4 separate regions of the Mus musculus genome follow, and all the other regions are linked to region 4. The links are chromatin contacts, called in public ChIA-PET maps. All regions are on one chromosome and are shown on one strand. The core of a region is the stretch at or near the end of the contact, and the rest is flanking DNA. Distances in the headings are between cores, read along the strand shown. Region 1 holds the start of Mmab (methylmalonic aciduria (cobalamin deficiency) cblB type homolog (human)). Region 2 holds the start of Rplp0 (ribosomal protein, large, P0). Region 3 holds the start of Bicdl1 (BICD family like cargo adaptor 1). Region 4 holds the start of Sppl3 (signal peptide peptidase 3).

The links. ChIA-PET counts read pairs in DNA pulled down with a chosen protein or histone mark.
Region 1: an RNA polymerase II ChIA-PET map of memory CD8 T cells shows a contact between it and region 4, with 7 read pairs. The contact joins the promoter of Mmab here to the promoter of Sppl3 in region 4. A contact is called at or near these places in 3 of 115 datasets of contacts at active chromatin or transcription factors (large pre-B cells, memory CD8 T cells and pancreatic cancer cells).
Region 2: a contact with region 4 is called in an RNA polymerase II ChIA-PET map of memory CD8 T cells, with 8 read pairs. The contact joins the promoter of Rplp0 here to the promoter of Sppl3 in region 4.
Region 3: an RNA polymerase II ChIA-PET map of memory CD8 T cells shows a contact between it and region 4, with 5 read pairs. The contact joins the promoter of Bicdl1 here to the promoter of Sppl3 in region 4.

The regions. Positions count from the first base shown.
Region 1 is chr5:114,441,632-114,445,342 of GRCm38.p6, reverse strand. It overlaps Mmab (methylmalonic aciduria (cobalamin deficiency) cblB type homolog (human)), which reads left to right and starts at 1,316. Exons shown (of 9, transcript NM_029956.4): 1 at 1,316-1,467; 2 at 2,521-2,582. The coding sequence starts at 1,352. Mvk (mevalonate kinase) reads right to left here and starts at 1,074. Exons shown (of 11, transcript NM_023556.3): 1 at 980-1,074.
Region 2 is chr5:115,557,627-115,560,872 of GRCm38.p6, reverse strand. It overlaps Rplp0 (ribosomal protein, large, P0), which reads right to left and starts at 1,406. Exons shown (of 7, transcript NM_007475.5): 1 at 1,334-1,406; 2 at 985-1,086; 3 at 1-132. The coding sequence starts at 1,038.
Region 3 is chr5:115,730,018-115,733,228 of GRCm38.p6, reverse strand. Bicdl1 (BICD family like cargo adaptor 1) reads left to right here and starts at 1,608. Exons shown (of 9, transcript NM_001080808.2): 1 at 1,608-2,107. The coding sequence starts at 1,670.
Region 4 is chr5:115,010,259-115,013,730 of GRCm38.p6, reverse strand. It overlaps Sppl3 (signal peptide peptidase 3), which reads right to left and starts at 2,207. Exons shown (of 11, transcript NM_029012.2): 1 at 2,116-2,207. The coding sequence starts at 2,138.

The DNA.
Region 1 (3,711 bases), core at 67-2,566, 570 kb after region 4:
GAGAGAGAGAGAGAAACAAAGTTCCCTAGATGTTAGTTACAAACACCAGGAAGGCTGGGCTTGGAGGTGAACATCTTTCATCCCAGCACTGTGGAGGCAGAGGCAGGTGGATCTCTGGGTGTACGAGGCAAGCCTGGTCTACAGAGTGAATTCCAGGACAGCCAGGAGCATGTAGAGAAACTCCATCCAGAACTACCATCCAGAGCTATGTTCCAGGATGACAGTGCAGTGAGCCAGTCAGGTGGACAATGGGAAAAAAAAAATCTGGGTTCAGACCACAGCTCTTCCGTCCCCAGAATGTCTTATGCCATGAATCTGTTTCCCATATATCAGATAATAGAGGCAATACTGGAGGCTGACTCAAAGGACTACCAGCAGCAAGGCCTGTCTGTCTGGCAAAGTGGCCTCTTGACTATACTGAGCTACTCGGCACTGACAGGTTCTCAGCTCCAGAGTTTATTACCACTGCTGTTGCCAGTAGAAACTGACATGAGCTCAGGCATGGACTGCTTGCCTACTCTGAGGACGGCCATGTGTTTGATGCGTGTGGGAACGCGAGGTTTAGATAAAATCTTGCAGGAGAAAGAATCCTTCCCGGACCTCAAGACCACAACCAACCTGTCACAATCACAAACGCGGCTGCCGGGACTCACCTGTTAACGCCCTGTGTTGCACGTTCAAACAAGAACTTCTGCAAGGCAAGAGTCATGTCACAGAGTGGTTTTGCTGGATTTATGGGTGCATGCATTTTTACGTTGTTATAAATAATGCAAAAATCACCCGGGTTCAAGGCTTCACTGGCCACCCCACTGCACACTAAGTAGCCCAGTCTACGGGACCCTAGTCTAGGGGAAACTGTCCGATCTGAGGTCGCCGAGCGCTCAGATCGAGGACACGAAGGCAGAGAACCGCGGCGCCCGGCCCGGGGTGTCCGGGACCCGGTCCTCACGCCGCCCATCCCGCAGCCCAGGCTTCTCACCTGCCCCGGCCAGCGCCCAAGTGAGCTGAAACCCGGGCCGCAGCTCCCGGTCTTCTCCATATCAGATGGGAGAGTTCCAAGGAGGCGGGTGTGTCTTCCTGAGGCCAATCAGAGAGCTGGAGCTAAGGGCTCCTTTACAGATTGGGTCAAACATTAACCAATGGGAACTTCAAGCAAGCCGAAATTGCCTCGCCTCTTTCTACAAGTAATCCAATGGGAATCAAGAGCTGGGGAGTGCCCCGCCCTGGTGCGAGTGCCCCAGGCCAATAGGAAACAGCGATTGAGAGGTGGCGCGGCCGGCTGCGGGGCGGAGTCATCCCCGGGCCTGGACGGGTGCCTAGCCGGGTCAGTCTTGGATGCGTTACCGTGCGCATGGCTGTGTGGCTCTTTGGGGGTCGCCTCGGCCTGCGCGGGCGTCTCAGCGCCTGCAGACTGCTGTGTCCCCGTTTCCAGAGCCGTGGCCCTCAGGGCGGGGAAGACGGGGACAGGTGAGTTTCAGGCCTGGAGAGTAACTCAACACGGAGGAGGAACGGTTGTTTCCGTGGGTACATCACACCGATGACGTGCTCTATGTGGCCTGACGTCACTGGGCTCGTCATGGCGTCAGAGGCCAGGATTTCCTCCCCAAGTTCTAACGGAGTCTAGCTGTGGTCAGTCAGGGCAGGGGCATGCTCTTGTGGGTTTTGTCCGGCCTCCCCAAGCAGTTTGTTTGGATTAGGATTAAGACACCAGGAAGACATGGTAACACTTAGAAACTTGCATAGGGACTTGCAGACTACCATGACCTCATGATCAGCGTTCCCTGTCCAGTCCTCTGACTTTGAAATAATTTTGTGAATTCACATTTTAATTTTAAGTTATGCACTGCTAGTTGAAAATGGCAGAGTCGGGGTTCATTCGCAGTCCTCAAAAAAAAAAAAATTAAGTTAAAATAGCATTTTTGAAATTCCATTTTGACAGTGTATTTTTTTTTTTCCTTGACACTGAAAAATCTTAGAAAAGTGCAAGTGGCCTAGTTTTCTTTCCCCCAGAAGTGCTAACTTCTGTGTTGGGGTTAGAAGAGACAAGAGTTTGGGGAGGGTAATGGACCAGGTCAGGCTTACAGTAGAAGGGTTTTGGGCATGAATCCCAGCCCAGTCTCTTCCTGGAGATCTAGGAAGTTGAATCTTTGTGGGCTCCAGTTTCCTCAACGGAGAAGCGTATGGCTAACTTTGGGAGTGTGGGAGAAGCTGAAGGGCAGTTCCAGGAGCTAGCGGCTTTAGCCCACTGTGGAGCTAGGGCTACATGGAGTGACCAGTTAGTCCTTCCTGCCAGTATTTGCCAAGAATCTTTATTGAGCAGTATGCTACAGCAGCTGCTGTACAGGTAGAGACAGGGACAGGAAGCTGTCAGGAAGGGGCAGCGGGGAAATGGCTGACGGGAGATTGCCATCCCAGAGGCAGAGAAGTGCTGCCCCTGAGGTTGCAGACTGAAAGCTGGGCGTCACTCCCCGAGGCGCAGCCGTTCCCACTTACCACGCCTTTGTGTCTGTTTCTCATCAGGCTGCAGCCGTCCTCGACGGCAGCCAAGATCCCCAAGATTTACACCAAGACGGGAGACAAAGGTAGGCCACGCTGTAGCCATGTGACGGGTCTGAATATACATCATAAGTGTGAAGCCACAAGAAAGGTGCACTGTTCAAGTGTTCAAAACAAGTTGTAGCGCTGCTACAATGGCTCAGACTGCTCTTCTAGAGGTCCTGAGTTCAATTTCCAGCAATCACGTGGTGGCTCACAACCATCTGTAATGGACTCTGATGCCCTCTTCTGGTGTGTCTGAAGAGAGCACCAGTGTACTCATATACATAAAATAAATAAATCTAAAAGCAAAAAGCGGGGCTGGTGAGATGGCTCAGTGGTTAAGAGCGCTGACTGCTCTTCTGAAGGTCAGAACCACATGGTGGCTCACAACCATCCGTAATGAAATCTGACGCCCTCTTCTGGGGTGTCTGAGGACAGCTACAGTGTACTCACATATAATAAATAAATAAATAAATAAATAAATAAATCTTAAAAAAAAAAAAAAAAGCCAAGTTGTAAGGAAGCCAAGTATAGTGCACACCTGCAATCCCAGTACTTAGGAGCTGAGGTTGGAGAGTCACAAGTTCAAGACCAGCTAGGTTGATGTACCAAACTCCAAGGCAGCCTGCTCTACATAGTAAAACCCTGTCTTTTTTTTTTTTTTTTTTTAATTTTCGAGAGAGGGTTTCTCTGTATAGCTCTGGCTGTCCTGGAACTCACTTTGTAGACCAGGCTGGCCTCGAACTCAGAAATCCACCTGCCTCTGCCTCCCGAGTGCCGGGATTAAAGGCGTGCGCCACCACGCCCGGCTTAAAACTCTGTCTTGAATGATGGGAATGACACGTGTGGGGTTGGAAGTGTAGCTCAGTGGTAGAGTGCCCAGCTAGTATTCTGAAGGCCCTGTGTTCAACACCAAGACCAAAAAAAAAAAAAAAAAAAAAGATAAAAAGAGTGTGGGACAGTGTAAGGCCTCCGAGTCATGAGAGACACAGTTCAGGGTGAGCCTGCTCTGCTCACCCACAGTGGGCGGCTCACACCTTTCTATAACTTCACATCTACAGGGATCCATTGCCTCTGACCTCTGAGAACACTTGCACATACATACATACATACATACATACATACATATACACACACACACACATATCTATATATACACATATACACATACAC
Region 2 (3,246 bases), core at 157-2,656, 550 kb before region 4:
GCGCATCATGGTGTTCTTGCCCATCAGCACCACGGCCTTCCCTCGGAGCGACATGCGGATCTGCTGCATCTGCTTGGAGCCCACGTTGTCTGCTCCCACAATGAAGCATTTTGGATAATCATCCAAAAGTTGCTATGAAGGAAGCCAGGAAAAACTACATTGAGAGGAAAACAAACAAAAAATACCCAGCAAAACCCGAAACCCTGCTACCTCTACCTCCCCATTGCTTCACCCTAGGTGTGACACTTCTCGCTAGGAGCCAGCCACCCGAGCCCAACGTCTGTCTTTATCTGATCCAGCTTCCTTGCTGGTTACGAGTATCACAAAATTACTGTCACAGCCAAAAATTAACTTTTAGCTGGGTGTGGTGCCACACCTGTAAAGACAGGTAAGGCTTAATTGCTAATCCGAGGCCAGCCAGAGCTATAGGGGGAAGACTTGCCTCAAGTAAATCTTAAGCTTTACTTTTTAAATAAGGCGTGCCTGGGTGACCAAAGTGACTCTGATCAGGGAAGAGACAGACTTAAAAAGCACAGAAAACAAATTATAGAGAGGTCGGGGGATCTTAGGTTGTGAAATATAAAAGGTACTACCAGACCCAAAAATCTTTGTCTCTGTCTCGGAAAAAAAAAAGAAAAGTTAACTAAAACAGACTGGTACCTACAAAGTCTGGTAGCTCTGGTTCAAAGCCACCTCAAAGGCCTTTTGTAATTAAGTCACTCAACAGCAGCCTGACTGGCAGGTCTCAGATGGGCAACAAGATGAATCACTCCAGTCTCAGCCCTTTGCACAAACGCGAAGGGCTCGACGAGATGAAAAACTGGGTGAGCGAGCTAGTTCTGGAACGCGGGGGGGGGGGGGGGAGATCCCAAGACTACAGAACTTCCCCAGGATGCCCAAACTCTGTTAAAGCGCGTGGCCAACGACCGCCCCGGGAAGACCCGGAGGCGGAAGCCGCGCGTCCCCGGCCCGCTCCACACTTACGATGATCTTGAGGAAGTAGTTGGACTTCCAGGTCGCCCTGTCTTCCCTGGGCATCACGGCGGTGCGTCAGGGATTGCCACGCGGGGTTTAAAGACGATGTCACTGGGGAGAGAGAGGGGGCAGCTTGAGCCCGGTAACCCCAACACCGGCCCCGATCCCAGGCCTAGGCCAAGCCGGCCACGCCAGAGCTGGGCCCCGGGCTGCGGCCGCCAGCAGCGCGGGCGATCCGACAAGCCAGGCGGTAGACCGGACGGGCAGAGCCCGGCCGCGATCCTTCCCGAGCCCATCGCTCCCACCCGCAACGTCCCCGCGCTCTTGCCGCCCTCCCACAACAAAACAACCCCCCAACCTCCAACGAGGACGCCTGGCGAGAGACGGGCCGCATGCCCGCGTGTGCCTTTTATAGGAGAACCAGGCGGTCCTCGAAACCCGAAGACGACGTCGTCCATGCCTATTGGCTGGTTCCATCGACTGTCCTGCCTCACTCAATAAACATGCGCGTCTATTGGCTGAGACCGCTGCCACTCCAGCAAGTCGGGAAAGTAAAGACAGCACCCGGCCGCAGGAGGCGCGCTTTCAGACCTGCTGCCCTCTGCTGGGTCGGAGCCGCCCTGCAGCGTCACCGAGTCAGTACAGCAAAACAACTTTCTGCGAAACCCTAGCTGATGCTCTAGTCTCCTCTTGTTCTTCCATTCTTTTTTCTTTCTTTTAATTTATTTATTTTTTATTTTTTTAGGTTTTTCTGTATATCCTGGCTGTCCTGGAACTCACTTTGTAGACCAGGCTGGCCTCAAACTCAGAAATCTGCCTGCCTCTGCCTCCCAAGTGCTGGGATTAAAGGCGTGCGCCACCACTGCCCGTTTTGTTCTTCCTTTCAAAACCTACATCTTCACCCGCACAAAGTTAATCAAAGATTGCCGTTTTCTCTGAGTAAACGCCTAAAACGTAGACTATTCTCAAGGTCCCACACGACTGTTTCCACTGTCGCAATCTGTTTTCTTGCTTTCCTACTGATGTGTTTGCCTCTCGCCTGATCCCTTTGCCCTTTTATCCCCTTCAAGAGTATGCCTTTTTTTTTTTTTGGTTTTGGTTTTGGTTTTTCGAGACAGGGTTTCTCTGTATAGCCCTGGATGTCCTGGAACTCACTTTGTAGACCAGGCTGGCCTTGAACTCAGAAATCCGCCTGCCTCTGCCTCCCAAGTGCTGGGATTAAAGGTGTGCGCCACCACCACCGGCTTCACAGCTTTTTGAATGGTGCTGGCCAGCTTCGGTCAGAGAAACTCACCTCCCCCACATCTTGCTGCAAATGCTATCTACTCAAGGAGACCTGCCCTGATTCTTGATTTCAAATTTTAAGGGCGGGGGCAAAACCAAACCTACTCTCCCTTACTCTCCCACCTTCTCCTGCAGCACTTACACCATCTAACTCGCTGTATAATTCACCACATTCTGCTTGTCAGCCTCTCCCTGCAGGAAGGTAAGCTCCACAGGGCAGAGATTTTATTCTGTGCCTGCCAGACAGTGGGCAGATAAGTATTTGTTGAGCAGGCAAAACGCAGGGCATGCGGCCAGATGAGACCCGGATCCATAACTTTGTTCTGCCGCTTGCTGTGTTGTCTTAAAAAGCACTTCCACTTTATTGACCGTTTGCTTTCCCTTCCAGGGATACGGGAGAAAATCGATACATAAAACTAGCTTCTTCACATATATATATATATATATATATATATATATATAATATATATATATATATATAATATATATATATATATATACACATTATATATATACACACACAGTCGTTCAACATTATTTGGATAATTGTTTTACTGAGACAGTCTCACTCCTGCCTTGTTTTTAATTGCTGAGCCATCTTCCCAGACCCATGAATAAATAAATATCCATATATAAATAAGTGTGTATATATGGGGGAAGATATTGAACCTAGGGCCTTGTTCATGCTAAACAAGCAGTCTGTTGTTTTAAAGCTTCCTGGTGCCTTTGAAGATCAGTCCAGTTTGAGAACTGCAGGCATCAGTGGCTGCTGAGGTCGCTCTTTAATGACAAGGATTCCCCATGCTCAGCACTAAGTGCTGGTGCATGTTCCTGAAGCTACCACCGTCACCCCATCCCCACCCCCCAAGTCCTGAGGTGCAATACTTTATCCACAAGAAAGCGCCCAGAGTGTTTAAATCACCTGATGATTTCAGAAGGCTGCAGAAACAGGTTCAAAGGCCACTGTGTGGGCCCCACTGTGCTCCA
Region 3 (3,211 bases), core at 359-2,858, 720 kb before region 4:
CATATAAAACTAACAAAGAAAAAGCTGGACATGGCTCAGGTAGTTATTACTGGGGAATGTCTGTGCTTTGTATCCCCCATCTAGAAGCAGGATTTTTGTTTTCTCCCGTTATTTCTCCACAAACCCTTTTCTCTCATATCCCTGAGTCATCAGTATGAAGATGCTGGGTTCTCCAAGTCATTCCTCCGCCTCCTTTTCTCGAGGGCTCCCTCTCCCGACTGCTTAGCTCTTGCAGGGGTTCAGATAGAAATCCCGCACTGCAAATGGCTCTCCGCCTGGCTCCCTGACTCACATAATTGTCCGCAGCCCCCTCGGACCACAGACCAGCTAGGATACCCCACCACAAGACCCAATCCAAATGGGGCTCCCGCCAGCTCCCCAAACCGAAGAGAGGCTGCGGGCTGGGGCCGCGGAGGCGAGGAAGAGGACGCGTGCCGCTGCAGAGCGCCATCAGGGGTGAGAGCGTGGGAGTCTGGAGGAGGAGGAGGCCACACCCAGAGGTGCGAGCGCGGGGGGCGTGGCCCCGGCGAAAACGAGGCAGGGGGCGTGGCCGAGCGCCAAGCTGAGGAGGAGTCGGAGAAGTGGTGGACGTAGAGCCGCACCCTTAGGTGAGCGCGCAGGGGGCGTGGCCACACCTAGAGCTGGGAACGAGGCTGAGGGCGTGGCTCCAGGCCGGGGGCGTGGCCGTCCCCACCCCCCCCCCCCACACACACACACGGGAGGGAGAGGCTCCGGCCTTTCAGGACGCGCTGAGCTTCCCCACGGGCGGCGCGCGCATCCGTCCCCGCGTCGCGTGAGGCCACGTCCGGGTTAGGCGGGCGCCACCTGGGCGCGGCCGAGGCGAGCGGAGCGTCGGCGAATCCCGCGCGGGCGCGGCGGCGAACAGGTGCCCGCGCGCGTCAGGCGCCGGCCCCCGGGGCGGGGAAGAGGGGCGCGGCCGGAAGCGCGGGGCGGGCGGGCGGAGGAGCGAGCCCGGCGGGCGAGCCGGGCGGGTTCCTCGGCCGGGTGAGCTGCGGGGCCGGGCAGGCAAGAAGGAAGGACTGCTCCGGGGCTGTGCGGCCAACGATGTCGAGCCGCCGCCTCGGCCCCTGCAGCAGCAGCAGCCGCCGTCGCCGCCGCTGCTGCCGCCGAGCCGGGGGACATGGAGCGCGGCTGCAAGGAGCGGCCGACGGCAGCAGCAGCAACGAGCGACGCAGCGACAGCGGAGCGCAGCCCTCCCCGTGAGGCGCCGGCCGGCCGGCGGCGGCGGCGACGGCGGCAGCAGAAGCAGCAGCGGCAGCAACAGGGCGGCTGAACCCCGGCCGCGGCGGCGATCCTTAGCGCGGCTTCTCCTCCCGCTCCGCACCCCGCCACCCCTCTTCAATCTCCCCTTCTGCCGCTCTTGCCCACCCCCGTCGTCCGCGTCCCGGGCGCGCGCCAGCAGCTGAGCCCCCCGGGGGCGGGGGCGCGTGTCGCCGGCGCGGGGGAGGGGCCGCCCGCCTGCCCGCCCGCGCGCGCCGCGCCCAGGGCTCGCGGGGACCCGGGGGGCGCGTGCCGCGGCGCAAGGCGAGGCGAAGCGCGGGGCGGCGCGGCGGGGCCCCTCCCCCGCCATCCCCATCCCCACCCCCCGCCTTGCAGCCTGGCGCGCGCCGGCCGGGCCGCACCGCTGCGGGCTCGGCGCGCGCGGGCCATGTCCGCCTTCTGCCTGGGCTTGGCCGGCCGAGCTTCAGCACCCGCCGAGCCGGACAGCGCCTGCTGCATGGAGCTGCCCGCTGGGGCCGGGGACGCAGTCCGGAGTCCCGCCACTGCTGCCGCCCTCGTCTCCTTCCCCGGAGGTCCCGGGGAACTGGAACTGGCCTTAGAGGAGGAGCTGGCGTTGCTGGCGGCCGGGGAGCGGTCGTCCGAGCCCGGCGAGCATCCTCAGGCGGAGCCGGAGTCTCCGGTTGAGGGGCACGGGCCGCCGCTGCCGCCGCCGCCTACCCAGGATCCCGAGCTGCTGTCGGTGATCCGCCAGAAGGAGAAGGATCTGGTGTTGGCGGCCCGACTAGGCAAGGCGCTGCTCGAGAGGAACCAGGACATGAGCCGGCAGTACGAGCAGATGCACAAGGAGCTGACGGACAAGCTAGAGGTGAGGACCTTCCGGCGGCATGGGTGGGGAGCTGGGGTGCCTGCCTGTCCTCCCCGTTTCCGTGCCTAGTCTACCTCGAAGAAGATCATCGAGAACGGGGAGGCAGGAGGGATAGTTTTCACCAGCATCAGCGCGTTCGTTGAGCCCACCTGCCTTTCCCACCCAGCTCGGATGTGAGTCCGTGCACGTCTCTCACCGTTGTGGGCCGTTCTATATATGTATTGTACACAGAGTCTAAAATAGAGCTTACAGTATGACTAATTTATACAGCACCAAGGCGATATCTGCACACAGAAATGAGAACATCGAGAAGCATTTAAAATATGCTTCAGGTGTTCGGAGAAGCAGTTAATCTCTAATCAGGGTGTTAGCCCAGAGCTTTCCAGTCCGGGCATTAAGGCCTCTGGATGCCCTTGTCTTAACTTTCTGGCAGAGAGTTGTGGGGAACAAGTGCCTCGAAAGGAGCTTTATATAGCTTTCAAATGCTTAGGGATTAGGGGATGTGGTTCCATTGCAGAAATCAGAGAAGGCAGGGCTCATCATGTGATTAGTTTGGGCTTCAGTAGCTATGTGTGTCTCAGTAGTACTTTCCTGTGTCCTGGGTCTTAGCATGTATGTTACTTTTAACCACTACTAAAAACATTTCCCCTCACCCACCCCTGTGGGAGGGTCGTTTCCTGGCAAAATGGTTCAGTGGGTAAGGTCACTTGCCCCAATTGGTTCCTCAGAACCCATGTGGGATGTCACTAGCAACGTGTCCTCCGGCCTACACACACACCCCAGTTAATAAATAATCCTAAGTACGTTTTCAAATGAGTAATATTTCTGTTAATTCCATGCAACAACATCGTCTACAACTGTGTTTATTGGGATTTTGCTCTTAAGCAGAAAGAGTCTTGAATGGTAACTGAGGGTACCTAGAAAAAGATAGCCATTCCAAAGTGGTAGGTTTTCAAAATAAAAAGGAGAGCAGGCTCGAGCTGTGGAAACAGCCAGGCTTTTCTGGCCCTCTGCGTTCAGCACTGTTACCCATTTTTCTTGGACTAGTTCTCCTCGTTCTCATTACGAGAACATCATAGTACAGATGTGACCAGGCCCGAAACT
Region 4 (3,472 bases), core at 958-3,457:
GGACACATCACTTGGCCTCCTGAGCCTGTGTCCTCCTCTGAAATACGGAAGATTTCCCCTCCTTAGAGACATGTGAGAACTATCTGCCAAATACTGTGTGTTTAGTTCTTGTGCCCTGGTTGACTTGGAAGAACCAGAAAACAGGGTAGGGGCCGAGCTTCCCAGCCCTCTCCCCTGTGCACCATCCTTCCTCAGGACACTGTGGACTCTGCTCCTGAAAACAAGCTGGAAAGGAGGGGCTGAGGGTCCTGATGGCAAGGCACTCACTCGATTGCTTCCTTTATTCCATCAAATAAAGTCAAGACCCAAGGGAGTGTTTCAAGAGAGTTTATCATATAAATGATCAGCCTCCACAAAGTAGTCTCTTTACCTAGCCCACAAGCACCACACAAGCTGTAGGTGGCCTACCTACCCATTAAGGCACTTTCACCTTCAATGTTACACACAGGACATCACTCTGTGGCTCCAAACTGGGGCTGCGAATGTGTGTTGCACACAGCACTTTCCCCAGTTCCTCATCACTGGTATTTTTTTTTCAACCAATCCATATTCTTTTTACAGTACAGTTCAAAACCAAACCAAACCAACAAGGCAGCCATGAGGATTCACAGAGGAGTCCTCGTGGGGCAGGACAAGCAAGCTCTAGGTGTTGCCAGTGCCCATGGCAGCACCAACATTACCTAGTCCATCTGCAGGTAAGAAACTGAATCCCACCTGCCATTGAGATGCCCCTCCCTCACTGCTGCTCACAACTATTAGTCTGTCCTTTTAAACCACAACTGGAGCCACCAAAACCCAACTTTTCTTTTAGTTATTTCCTCTCAACTTCCCAGTTACCTTCTTTTTCAGATTGTGCATACATCGCTGCCGTTTGCATTACTAAAGCATGTTCGATCACTAACCCTCCATCAGGACACAGTGAGCTCCCGACTTAGCATAACCATCCCTTGTTTTCGTGTATAACCCGGCTCTTTTACTGTCTCCCTATGGTAGTTACAGCTCACTTACGCTCCCAACACTTGACAGTTTGCCCCGTGCTTTGGGAAGGTAGCCACACAATCTGTACAGGTTAGGGAAAAGGCAATTCTGGTACTTAAAGGTTTAGGGTCAAGGAATGAAGAACTAACTCACTTTTCCGAAGGTAGCCACACAATCTGTACAGGTTAGGGAAAAGGCAATTCTGGTACTTAAAGGTTTAGGGTCCAGGAATGAAGAACTAACTCACTTTTCCAATTACAAAACGAAGCGGACCTTCAACCCCACTCTTCGGAAAAGTCGACAGTTCTGGTACCAAGCCACAAGTGCTTGAAACCATCTCCGATCTCTTAGGCTGCAGCGACCAGGTTCCCCGCCCGCCCGGTACCTACCACCAACCCACCCATCTCCTGTTTTCTCACCCTCAAGCCACAGCTCAACTACACCATTCCCACTCGCCCCCGGTACAACCAACCTCCTTCCGCGGCAAACACTCCACGCCTCTGCCCTTCTCACCTCTTTCCCCCCAAACTTGGACGCATCTGTCACCTCCCCCCTGTAAATCACAAGTGTGTGTGCCTCAGCCCTAAACACGCTGCTAAAAAAAGTCCCACAGGCAGGGGGACTCAACCTGGACGGACACACACACACATTCCCGTGATCGAGCCCTCCACCCCCAGAACACCGGCCAGCACTCTTCGAATCCCCAGAGCAGAGTACCAACCCCTTTACAAAGACTACCCATGACCCCGCTGCTACCGACGACTTCCTTTACAGAATGTGGCCATCCTGGAACAAGACTCCCCCTCTCCGCTGTGCCAGGGCTCGATCACGGGGCCGCAGGGCCTCTGCCCACCGCGGAAGCGGTCGCTCCCGCCCTCACTACTTGCAAGTTGTGCCTCTTACCACCTGTTCTCGCCGAGAGTGGGGTACACCTTCGCCCGGGCCCGTTCTCTGCCCACCCTTCTCCAGCTTCCCCCCTGGCCCGCCAGCACCCGCGCCAGTCGGTTCCGCTGCGCGGCTCGAATGACCGCCCCTCCCCCGGGCTCGGAGGACGCCCAGCGGCCCGCACCCCGAGCCCCGCGAGCACCTGCGGCCCGGCCCGGCCCGGCCTCCTCGTCCCCAAAAGCCCGCACTCACCACGAATAGGTCTGTTCCGCCATGGTGCTGCCTCTCGGGGGCTCCGCGGCTCGCTCGGCCGGCGGCAGAGGGCGCGGCCGGGGGCCCCGGCGGCTCGCTCCTTCACTCGCTCGCACGGAGGACAGGCAGTCGGGCTCCGACAGACTCCGACGGGCCCCGCTCCCTGGGCCCCGGAGCGGGCGCGGGCCCCGGGCTCCGCGCTCGGCCTCGTCAGCCGCGGCGGCGGCGGCGGCTCCGCTGCGGCTCCAAACCCAACATGGCGGCGGCGGCGGCGGCGCGGAGAACAAGGGCCCCGAAACGGTGGCTCGGGCCCGCGCTCAGTGCGCGCCGGGCCGCGGGAGCGCCGCGCTCGGGCGGCGGCGGCGGCGGCCGGGGGACATGGCCGGCGGCGGCGGCGGCAGCGGCGGCAGCAACGGCTGAGGGGGGCGCTAGGCGGTGAGGCGAGGCCGCTCGAAGCACACCCGCCCGCCGAGGGAGGAGGGAGCGAGCGAGCGGGCGGGGGCGAGCCCGGGCCGCTGGTCACGTGCCCAAAACACGCTCACGTGACCCCGGCGCCCCGCCCCCTCGCGCGCGCTGCCCATGCGCGGAGCGCTCAGCCCAGGTCGGCTCGGGGCTACGGTTAGCTGCAGCGGCCGCCGCGCGCTAGGCCCCTTGGGCGCGCAGTGGTCCTCCCCGGTGCGCGGCGGTTGACTGCCACTCAGCTGTCAACCTTCCATCATCCACCGTCGGCTGTCCCTGGGTCCTCAGCTGCCAGTCAACTGTCAAAATGCGGACAGAGCGCTGCATTCGGGTTCCCGCGCTGCGCGGTCCCCCTCCTTGGTTTCTGCAAACGTCCCTTCGCGGCGCCTGGTGCCAAGTCAAATGCTACCATGCTCGTCTTCATAGAAGCGATCAGCGGGGTCCTTGTTGGGTGCCAGCTAGGCGTCAGCGCCTTCACCTAGGCCCTTGTCCTTACATGCATATTCTCAGGGAAGAGACATAGGTGGTTCGAGCTGGCTAAAGCACGAAGATTATTTCAGAGTCATGGGGCTATTAATAATGGAGAGCAATTAATAGAGACTAAAGGAAGGGTGCAGGCTACTTTGATAGGGTGAATGGGCATAACTCAGTTGTTAGAGCGTTGTGTGTGACCATGTGTTAGGAAAAAAAATTTAAAAACCCAGGCCTAGTGGTGCGTGCCTTTAATCCCAGCAAAGGCAGGCAGATCTCTAAGAGTTTGCGGCCAGCCTGGTCTACATAGTGAGTTCCAGGCCAGCCAAGAATACATAGAGAGACTCTATAATGAGTTAATGAAAGACAGGGAGAAACGTGAAGAAGCATATAGCAAGAGATGAGGAAACATATTTAAGCTACACAG